Regions from separate parts of the Triticum aestivum genome. Here regions 1 and 3 are each linked to region 2. The links are chromatin contacts, called in public HiCAR-type maps. All regions are on one chromosome and are shown on one strand. The core of a region is the stretch at or near the end of the contact, and the rest is flanking DNA. Distances in the headings are between cores, read along the strand shown. Region 1 holds the start of LOC123128466 (pterin-4-alpha-carbinolamine dehydratase 2, mitochondrial). Region 2 holds the start of LOC123128463 (probable RNA-binding protein ARP1). Region 3 holds the start of LOC123131015.

Region 1 (3,347 bases), core at 769-3,268, 150 kb after region 2:
AACAAACGTGCCTGTGAGTCCTTTATTGTGCTTTTATGTTTTTTTAGCACCAGTTGACGATGAATGAACTGTTATACTTGGTATTTTCACTCCGTATTGTATGGCTCGTTCCTCTTCATTTAAGTTGATTGGATTTCCCTATACGAAAATAAGTTTTATCACGACAATGGCCAACTGCCAATAGGCATCAAGCGCCTACCTACCAATTTTGCATGATCAAAAGACCTCTAATTAGTTCACATCATATCATTGTCAACCTGTCAGAGTTCATAAAACAGCAAATGAATAACTAGTACTAGTAAACCATCGCTGTTCGGAATAGAATGCAACAAAACAATTGGTTTTCCAGGTCCAAGGGATTTAATAATCTACTATAACAATGCTGCTCCGTTATTCTCGGAAATCAACAGAGGTGACTATTATTACAATTTCAAAAAGTAGTGAAATAAGTACTCCAGTTTTAAAAAAGAGATTTTAACTAAAGATAATACGTGAAATCCTAGAGTTAAATCTGAAGTCAAAATAACCATATGGAATACTTACTGACTGAGTGAGTCCACACATCAATTTTCACATTATTCCAACCAACAAGATGAAGATCTGGGTGGTGACCTGGAAAAGCATATCCATTTAAAGTTTTAAACATAATTTGCCAAGATTGTTACTGAAACAAAAAAAAAGTGCCAAGAAATTCGTTGGATTCTGGGTGAAATACAAAGTTTCTTGGCCAATTTCAGGGGTATTTTCCTTTAGAAATGTAGAAATACGATCTCTCATCATGCTAAATATAACTGCAAGACCAAATGCAACACATAGGTAGCAAAGTTTGAACAAAAGTAGTTTGATTATGACACCATGGATATATGAGGGGAAATATATCTTCTGAAAGCTTGGAGTCGTCCGTTGATAACATAACAGTTTAGGAGGTGCCACGTTTGGTGAGGACTGGGTAGCTATGCTGTCTATTATGTGGAGTCCAGTTAACAACACATACAATTAATATCACTGTGAAGAAGTGAAGATACTGGCATACTGAACATATATACTAGTTAGCAGCATTTACTTGTTGCGGTCTGTATGTGCCAAATGATATTGTTAAATATTGCAGTGGGGATTTAGGACTGTAGGACAGGAAGTGAATAACTCCTCTTTGATAATACTCCATCCGTATCAAAATACAACACGTTTTTTGATACTCCCTTTGTATCAAAAAGCGTCTTGTGTTTTGATACATAGGAGTAGTAAGCAGTACATCGACTTGCTGTGGCCTGTATGTGCCAATGATATTGTTAAATTCCAATGCGGTGAGAACAGGGGAGTTTAGAAAACTGAATTCTGAACAACGAGACAACGTGAATATGAAGAACAGAGCGAAAGAAAGGAGACCTTCTTCCTCGGCAACAGCAGCAACAAGCTGAAAGAACTCAAGCCCTTTGGCAAAGTTCTTCACCTTCCATGCCCTGTGCAATTTCGGAATGCCACCCTCATTTTTCACCTCCCAACCAGCCACCTGTTTTCAAGGGAGGTCAGTCGACATAGCTGGTCTTAATCAAGTTTTTTTTCTTTACTATAGCAAAGCATGAGAAGAAAAGAAAACCTGCTCTAGCAACGTTTTAGCAGAATCTTCTGACATGGCTTGTAAATCCTTTGAATTGCATGAGACACAGCTCCTTTTTGATAATTCTGCAAAAAAAAAAACGCATGCTTCTTTTGACAGGACTGCATAGTGATCCGTGGCCTCAAGCTCAGAAGCACACATCTGGGGAGGCCTAGATCGAGAGAGATTTAGAAAACGAACGGGGCAGCGGCGGCGGCGCGCGCTCACCGACTTTAGCCGCGGCCTCGTCCCCCGTCGCCTGCGAGGCGGAGCGGCCAGTGGGGGCGGACGCGCTGGGTGCCGCCTGGTCGCGGAGTAGGGTGCGCCCCTCCATCCCTGAGCTCCGGGGAGACAGCGGCGCGGTGCCGTGGCACTCCAGGTGAAGCTTCTATGTTCAGAGTTTTATTTTTTTGAGACACGTGTTCAGAGTTGAGGGAACGGTTGCGTCTACTAGGCACGGAAACGGAGAGACGTAAAGTACGCTTTCATCCATGTTTTACGGAAATACGAGTAGTACATTCCATAGGGCCAGCCACCTCTTCCCTCCCGAGTCCCGACTCTGCATTCGCCCCGTACAGTTCTGGCCCTAAACCAACCCCTGAACCCTCCCAATTCCCAAATCTAGTCGCCGACCTCGCCGCATCCTTCGCCGGAGACCCCAATGGAGGAAGGCAACGGGGCGCAGCCACCGCCCTTGCCTCCGCCCGAAGCCGCGGGGCATCTAGCTCTCGTCCCCATGGAGCAGGACGAGGACCAGGCAGCCGCGGCGGAGCCCATGGAGGACGGCGCGGCCGGGGGAGACGCCGCGGAGCCCATGGAGGAGGACGCGCCCACGTCCTCCCCGACCCCGTCCGCCCCCTCCACCACCGCGGCCGTCGACGACTCCACCGTCGCGCGGAAGCGCCGCCGCCGCAAGAAGCAGTTCCCCGGCATGATCCCCACGGCCGGCGTCCGCGTCCTCCGCGCCTCCTCCTCGTCGGGGGCCACCGCGGCGCATCTCGCCGGCATCCCGCGCCGCCGTGGCCGCCCGCCGACCAACTCCTCCCTCCGCCTGGCGCGGGAGCTGGATTCCGAGGCCACCATCGCGCTCGCGGCGGGGTTCCCCGCCGATACCCTCTCCGAGGACGAGGTCGCCGCCGCCGTCATCCCGCTTATCGGTGGCGCCGACCAGGCCAACTACCTCGTCGTGCGCAACCATATTCTCGCGCTCTGGCGCTCTAATCCCCTCTCCCCCGTCGCGGCCAACGCCGCGCTCGCATCCCTCCGCGCCGAGCACGCGCCCCTCGTCGCCGCCGCACACTCCTTCCTATCGGACCATGCCTACATCAATTTCGGCCTCGCCCCCTCCATTGTCTCCCTACCACCAATCCCCCCTCCCTCCCATCCTCCCCCTTCTGTCCTCATCGTGGGTGCTGGCTTTGCTGGCCTCGCCGCCGCACGCCACCTTATGTCCCTTGGCTTCAAGGTTGCCATTGTCGAAGGCCGACTCCGCCCAGGTGGCCGTGTGTTTACTAAGACAATGCGGTCCTCTGCAGCAGACTATCCTGACATTGCTGCTTCTGCTGATCTGGGAGGCAGTGTGCTCACTGGTATTAATGGGAACCCCCTTGGTGTCATAGCACGGCAGCTTGGGTTCCCACTTCACAAGGTGCGGGACAAGTGCCCGCTGTATCTTCCGGATGGCCGCCCAGTCGACCCTGACATGGATGATCGTGTTGAGGCTGCCTTTAACCAGCTTCTTGACAAGGTT
Region 2 (3,364 bases), core at 414-2,913:
CTATATCAATGTTTCCATGCTTTAACCATGAAATTGGCATATGTTTGACTCGAGAACTCTAGTTATATCTTCAGGCACAAGACTGAAAACTGAAAATCAATCATAGTCAAATCTTCAACTGAAGAAGAAGAGCTATATATACTTGTGGAGGCCGGAGTGGTAACTGATACGTAGTGGTCAAAATCAGTACTGTATAGCAGTAACTGAATGCAGAGGCCAGGCTGGCGAGGCACGACCCGACCCAACCCAGCCCAGCAGAGCACAGCCATGAGGCATGAGTGTGCATGTCTGACAGCCGGAGCATGCCGCCCCTCCCAATGCAGGCCAAAGTGCTCCAAGTCGTCGTCCTGCTCCGTCTCGGCTGGCGCCCCAGTCTTTTAAAGCTTTGAGCAGCTGGAGCCGGGCCCCGCCCGCCCGTCCGGCCATTAACGATCCTCTTATCCTAACCCGCTGGCTAACACGCAAGTAGGAGGAGGAGAAGGAGAAGGAGAGACGCGAGCCCTAATCAAGCTTATCCTGCTAATTGCGTACGGCCGATCCCCGCTGATCATGTCCCGGTTATTTACTGCCATGCACATGCGCGAGCAAACGATGGGAGAGGGGGGAAAAAGGAGGGCATTGATTCGGTGTTTTTTTTGTTATACTGTTGCTCACCTCTCTGCGGCGACGGTCGCGGCGGGCCCATGGACGCAATGTTGCAGTTGGCGCGCCGGCCGGCGATCATCGGGTTCGGGTTCTGCACCGCCTGCTGCGCCGCCTCCGGGTCCCGGAACGTCACCTGCGGAGAGAAGAGAAGATGGGAACGCGCCCGATGAGAACGACGCACGGATCGCCGGCGATGGCGTATGTATCGGCGAGAGGGAGGGAGAGAGGGGGGAGGGAGGAGGACGTACGAATCCGTAGCCCTTGGATCGGCCGGTTTCGCGATCGGTGATGACGACCGCCTCGAGTATCTCGCCGTACTCCCGGAAGTGGTCGTGCAGCCCCGCGGACGGCGTCTCCCACGCCAGCCCGCCGACAAACACCTTGGTCAGCGTCGTATCGCCGAACCGCGACCGGTGGTACGGCACCCCGCCGCCGCCGCCTCCTCCTCCGCCGCCTCCGCCCGGCGCCTGCGCCGGTGACGAGGCGCCGCCAGCGGGGGACGACGACGATGCCGCCGCCGTCGCCGCCATCTCTTCTTCTAGCTCTAGGACGCAACCACGCGGCACCGCGCACGCGAAGTCCTCCTCCTCCTCCCGGCCTTGCTGTTTGGGTCTCGAGGGGAGTCGCCAAGTAAAACCGGGATGAAACGAACTATCGATAGCTGAGCTACCCTGGACTCTTAAGGAGACTTTACCCGATTGGTACGCGGTCAGCAGTGCTTTTGGCCGGGACGGCTTGGTCCGATCCGGCTCCGGCTCGCGCCCTTGCACAGACACCTCCCGCCGCCTGTCCCCGCTAATTGATCTCTCCTCTCGCTCGGGGTGGAAAGATGCGCTTCCATAACACGCCTCGCCCTCCTCTCTCTGCCTGGGAAGAGACGAGACGGGGGAGGAAACGATATCTGTATGTCTACAACTAGGAGAGGGGGAGGGGGCGGCCGTGCGCTGGACGAGAGGGCTCCGGGGTGGGATGACAGCTGCATGACCTTTTCTAGCCCTCGTTTCCAATGGGTAGCTATAATAAGATCCCTCGACGCCTCCCTCCTGTTTGTATTCCATTGTGTGCGTTCAAATCCAATTCTTTTTCTCGATAGAGAGAGAGATAGAGGCGCTGGAGTCGTATCATCATCGTAGCAAGCCAGCCAGCCACCTTCCCCCACTTGGGCGGGCGATTCGCGCTGCCCCGACCTGTCCCTCTCGCGCGCCTCTCGGCCGGTCGATCGATCCATCGATCCAGGCACGTCTGCTGCTGCTGCTACGCGCGCGCGTGTGGTGCGCGGGCTAGCGAGCGAGCTAGGTGCACCACCTCTCCGGTTGCGGTTGCTTGCGGGCTTGCTTCTCCTCCGGCTTGCCCGCGTCGGACACGCCACTTTGGTTTTCGCCTCGTGCGGAAAGCCCCACACGCTAGCGCCGTCGGACGGTACCGCGGCGAGATTAGCCCGAGCAGGAACCAACGCCGACCTCGCTAGCGCTAATGGGGGTCTAGCTGATTAAACACTAGTAATGAAAGCGCGGTGATGTATACGGAATATGTACCCGGGGTTACGTATACGCGTACGTGTACCGGTCGTCATTTCTTGACTGTGTGTATATGATAATTTATTGGGGAGGGAATTTGTGTGGAAAGAGCAACCGGGAGCGAGCTGTCGTGGATATCACTAGGGGGAGTTGTCCATGCATCGTTGGCGACTCTTCCAGGCGTTGACCGTGGAGGTGGTCGTTTCTCTCTGGCAGGGCAGGGCAGGGAGGAAGGTACGTCGTTAGTTAGTCGTTATTATCCACGAGACGAGATTAGCAGCGTCATCGGCGCGACGTCAGTGGCGCGTCCGTCCGCTGTGCTAGCTGGTGCATTGCTGCCGTGGACGCCATTACCAGATTATCAAGGGGCGTTCGCCTTGGCCTCTCGGCCAACCTTTGATGATGACCCACGGTGGCTGTTCTAAGACTAATGTAAAATTCCTGCTCCTGTACTAGCTTGTATGTTGGTTTGCGGGTAAAATATCCGATTAATAGGATCGGTGAAGTTCCACCTGAGAGCTTATGCATAGGTTCTTGGTTCGGTATATGTAATCTCGCTGTCTCTTCTCGCTTATTCTATGCCACATCACTAAAAAAGATTCTATGCAGCAATTATTACCGCAACTGTTGAAGATGCTCTAGACGGCCAAAGTACCCTCCTAAGGGTCGTTCTACAAAAAAATAAAGTTGCATGGAAATATTGTATTCAACATTAGGTGTTACACATTTCTAACACTTCGCCTCATAATTTTAAAACAAGTATCTAGAGTCCATATGAAAATCCAAGCCCAAGAAGAATTTTTAGCGGCAAACCACCTTTAACAAACTTGTCGCCAGGAATCTTGGAGTCGGGAGTAGCCCTTTGAGGCTACACCATCTCGTTCTTCTTTATGAGTGTTCTCAACATTCCTTCTGGTATGTGCGAATGACAAAATGCATGTCGTTTCCATGAATTAAAAAAGATCCGGTAAGCGAGCATTCGGTCCATAGTCTTTTAGCAACCTAATGCTCCGTTATCGTCATGTGGGACTAGGTGATTGGCAGCAGGAGAAAGAAGAGGGAGGAACATGGAAATAGCAAAGAATAAGGAGAAATGAATAATAAGAGGGAGGGAAAGAATTGATTGGCGAGGACAACAACGAAAACAATGACTATGGATGAGTTCCCCACCGAGATTAAGATGCATGGCGGGGCGTTAGCAA
Region 3 (3,147 bases), core at 239-2,738, 210 kb before region 2:
GTCTACACTCGCGGGTGGATAGCCTGTTGGCTAGACCCAAGCGCTTACAACAAAAGTGTTGCGAGTTTGAACTCCCATCCCAGCACTCTTTTTGACCTTTCAAAAAACAAGAAGAACTTGAAGGAATAAAATAGAATGGGCCGACCCAGTTTGGACTCCTGGTGCCCGTTTGTTTGCAAATTACATTGTAACGGGCGCCTGCAGCGCCAAATAAGAAATGCCATTAATGAAGCGCTTTCCAAGACAAAGAAAGAAAGAAAAAGAACCAATTCGTCTACCTAATAATGGCCCAAATGATTTTGTCCTCACTCGATGGGGACCTCCTATTGGGCGCGTAACGCGTTGCGAAGAAAGCGAGTGCACACCCCCCTTGCCCCCCTTCACGCCCTTGTGGGCGGGCCCATGAGCGGGCCGGGACGCCGCCTGTTTTTCCTTTTTTTCAATAAATTGGGGTAGCAAAAATTTATAAAAAATATATATAAAAGTTGTGAATTAAAAAAAACAATCATGAATTCAAAACAAAATGTTCATTAGTTTAGAAAAATGTCCGGGAACTCAAAAATTGTTCACGAATTTGAAAAAAACTTTTCATGAATAAAATTTTTCATTATTTCAAAAAATGTTCATGATTATCAAAAAATGTTCGTCAATTTGAAAATTATTTATGAACTTCTAAGTAATGTTCATGTTTTAGAAAAAACTTTCATGAATTTAAAAATGTTCATCATTTAATAAATATTTGGGAATTCGAAAATATGTTGACGATTTAAGAGAATGTTCATGAATTTACAAAAAAATTCACGATTTCTAGTTATTTTGTGATTGTTAAAAACTATTCGTATTTTCAAAAAATGTTCATGATTTAAGAGGTTGTTCAGGATTTTTTTTAAAAGTTCACAATTTCTAAATAAATGTCAATGAATTTAAAAACTGTTCATTTTTTCTGAAAATGTTCACAATTTTAAAAATTCACGAATTTAAAGATTTTCGTACATTGAAAAAACAAGAACTAAAATGAAATCAGAAAAATAGAAAATAAAATAAAAACGAAAATAGAACAGAAAAAGGAACAAAAATTAAAAGGAAAAAAGTAAAAGAAAGAAAAACAGAAAAAAAAAAGGTCCAGGAAAGTTTCTAGAATCTTCCCAAAACCGGTTGGGGTTGAAACCCGGAAATGGGCAAGGTCCATAGAAACACCAGCGCGCGAGGTCGCTCCGCGGCGACCCGCGCGTTAAATAGGAGCCATCCACTGGGTGGTACCCTAACTGGACCCATTGATTATGGGAACCCATGCTATCGAGCCCTTATGTCTTCGGGCCCATATTCCGACCCAACAAACCAGTCCCTTAAGATCCCGTCCCCAATCTCGCCCTGCCCTCCGCCGCCCGTGATCTGCTGCTGCTTCATCTTCGCCCGGCTTGATCGAAAGGCAACCACTATTTCTTTTCTCTGTACATACATGGTTGTTAATCGTACCTGATTTAATTTTTCAACTTTCTGATTTCTTCTATATTTATTACTCAGGATATCTGCCTCCATTGATCCATCGGCGACGAGGACAGGGTAATTCAACTTGGAGCCATGGGGTCCGGCGGTTTCTGAATCTGTTCATGGCGAACCGCCCGGGCTGCATGTATTCGCTGCGCCGCTTCGATCTGTCCCGCAACCAGTTTTTCTACTCAACACCGGAAGAAGTAGCTTTACATGGGCGAGTCCTGCCGCCGATACAAAGAGATTCTTCATCATCCCTGAGCAAGGCCAGCGGCAGGGTCAAGAAGCAGCAAGCCTCAGAGATTCGGACGATTCGGTTGCCGTCACCACTCGTCAACATGCGGCCGGCGCCATACCCGAAGCCTAAGTCCGACGAACTCAGACTGGATGTGTTCGCTCTCTCGGAACGCAACATCGTGTTCGCAGACCGCCAAAGACACGTCTTCACCTACGACACTGACTCGGAATGCTTGGTCACCATGCCCAACCTCCACGCTCCCAAGGTTGATCCATTGGCCATCTCTATTCCTCGTCCCGGAGGTGGTGAAGGCAGCCTCTACATGATCGAGAGGCTGCTATGTCCTGGCAAGAGCTTCCAGTTCGAGGCCCTTGTGTCCGGCCAGCACTACAATGAGTCCCATCCCTGCAGGACCTGGCAATGTGACGAGCTCCCGCTGCCGCCACTGGAAGAAGAAATATTCATCGACTCCTGTGCAGTGGTGGGCAACGTCATCTGCATCTCTGCATCTGGCTTTGGCAGCTACTGCTTTGACACGCTGAGCCACTCCTGGAGCCGTGTTGGTGACTGGGTGTTGCCCTTCTTTGGCACCGCGTAGTATGTTCCCGAGCTCAACCACTGGTTTGGTGTCTCTGATCAGGACTACCACTTGCCTTGTGCGGCCGATCTCTCACCTGTCCTCACAGGGCAGCGGCCAGAGCCGGGCTTGATTTGGGCGGATAATTACCTGCCGGAGGAGTGGCATCATAGCGGCCTGTCGAATCCCGCCAAAATGGTCAGCCTGGGTTCTGGCAGGTTTTGCATCATCAGGTTTCTTGAGACTTTGTTACCCAGCCTCGATACTGAGCAGATATTTGTGGACAAACAGTATGCTGTCTTCACTGGTCTGGAGGTGGTGTTAACTGGCAAGGGCAACGGGAACGGCAAGGTCAACGCGAACGGCAACGGGAACAGCAACGGCAATAGGCTCCGTATGGTTAGGCACAAGACCAGACGCTGCAGGAATCGTGAGTCCAACCTCATCGAGTGTATGCTCTGAAGTCTCGTATGCATCATCCTTTAATTTGTATTGCCTCTTATGTGAGAATATAGTCTCTAGATATCTTTGAACAATCTTCGGATCTTCGGACTCTTATTGCCTCTGTCTCATGTTGTTGAATTGCATTTTTTACATTCCAATTGGAACCTTCATGGTTGTCTGATTTTATTTCAGGCTTGACATCAGATTTACTGTTGAGCAACTATTTTGGACTAATGGAAATCACTTGCAAAGATTAATAACATAAAAAGGTCCCTTGCGCGGCCCATTTTGGGAGAGGGCAGCGGCCGGCGTTTGGGGATGCTCACCTGCTTAGAGCAACTCTAGCAGTCTAGCTGATACACAGAATGAGGGTACGCAAAAACAGTTTTTAGTACGA

The links. HiCAR-type assays count read pairs that join an accessible place to other places.
Region 1: a HiCAR-type map of leaf shows a contact between it and region 2, with 8 times the contacts expected there. The contact joins the promoter of LOC123128466 here to the promoter of LOC123128463 in region 2. A contact is called at or near these places in 2 of 5 Hi-C or Micro-C datasets (both in leaf) and 1 of 1 datasets of contacts at active chromatin or transcription factors (leaf).
Region 3: a contact with region 2 is called in a HiCAR-type map of leaf, with 6 times the contacts expected there. The contact joins the promoter of LOC123131015 here to the promoter of LOC123128463 in region 2. A contact is called at or near these places in 2 of 5 Hi-C or Micro-C datasets (both in leaf) and 1 of 1 datasets of contacts at active chromatin or transcription factors (leaf).

The regions. Positions count from the first base shown.
Region 1 is chr6A:556,837,338-556,840,684 of IWGSC CS RefSeq v2.1, forward strand. It overlaps LOC123128466 (pterin-4-alpha-carbinolamine dehydratase 2, mitochondrial), which reads right to left and starts at 2,019. Exons shown (of 7, transcript XM_044548474.1): 1 at 1,826-2,019; 2 at 1,598-1,719; 3 at 1,387-1,510; 4 at 544-612; 5 at 78-138. The coding sequence starts at 1,931. The coding sequence ends at 116. LOC123128465 (lysine-specific histone demethylase 1 homolog 1-like) reads left to right here and starts at 2,136. Exons shown (of 1, transcript XM_044548468.1): 1 at 2,136-3,347. The coding sequence starts at 2,259.
Region 2 is chr6A:556,688,939-556,692,302 of IWGSC CS RefSeq v2.1, forward strand. LOC123128463 (probable RNA-binding protein ARP1) reads right to left here and starts at 1,664. Exons shown (of 6, transcript XM_044548466.1): 1 at 894-1,664; 2 at 655-778. The coding sequence starts at 1,175.
Region 3 is chr6A:556,483,107-556,486,253 of IWGSC CS RefSeq v2.1, forward strand. LOC123131015 reads left to right here and starts at 1,489. Exons shown (of 1, transcript XM_044550790.1): 1 at 1,489-2,908. The coding sequence starts at 1,611. The coding sequence ends at 2,327.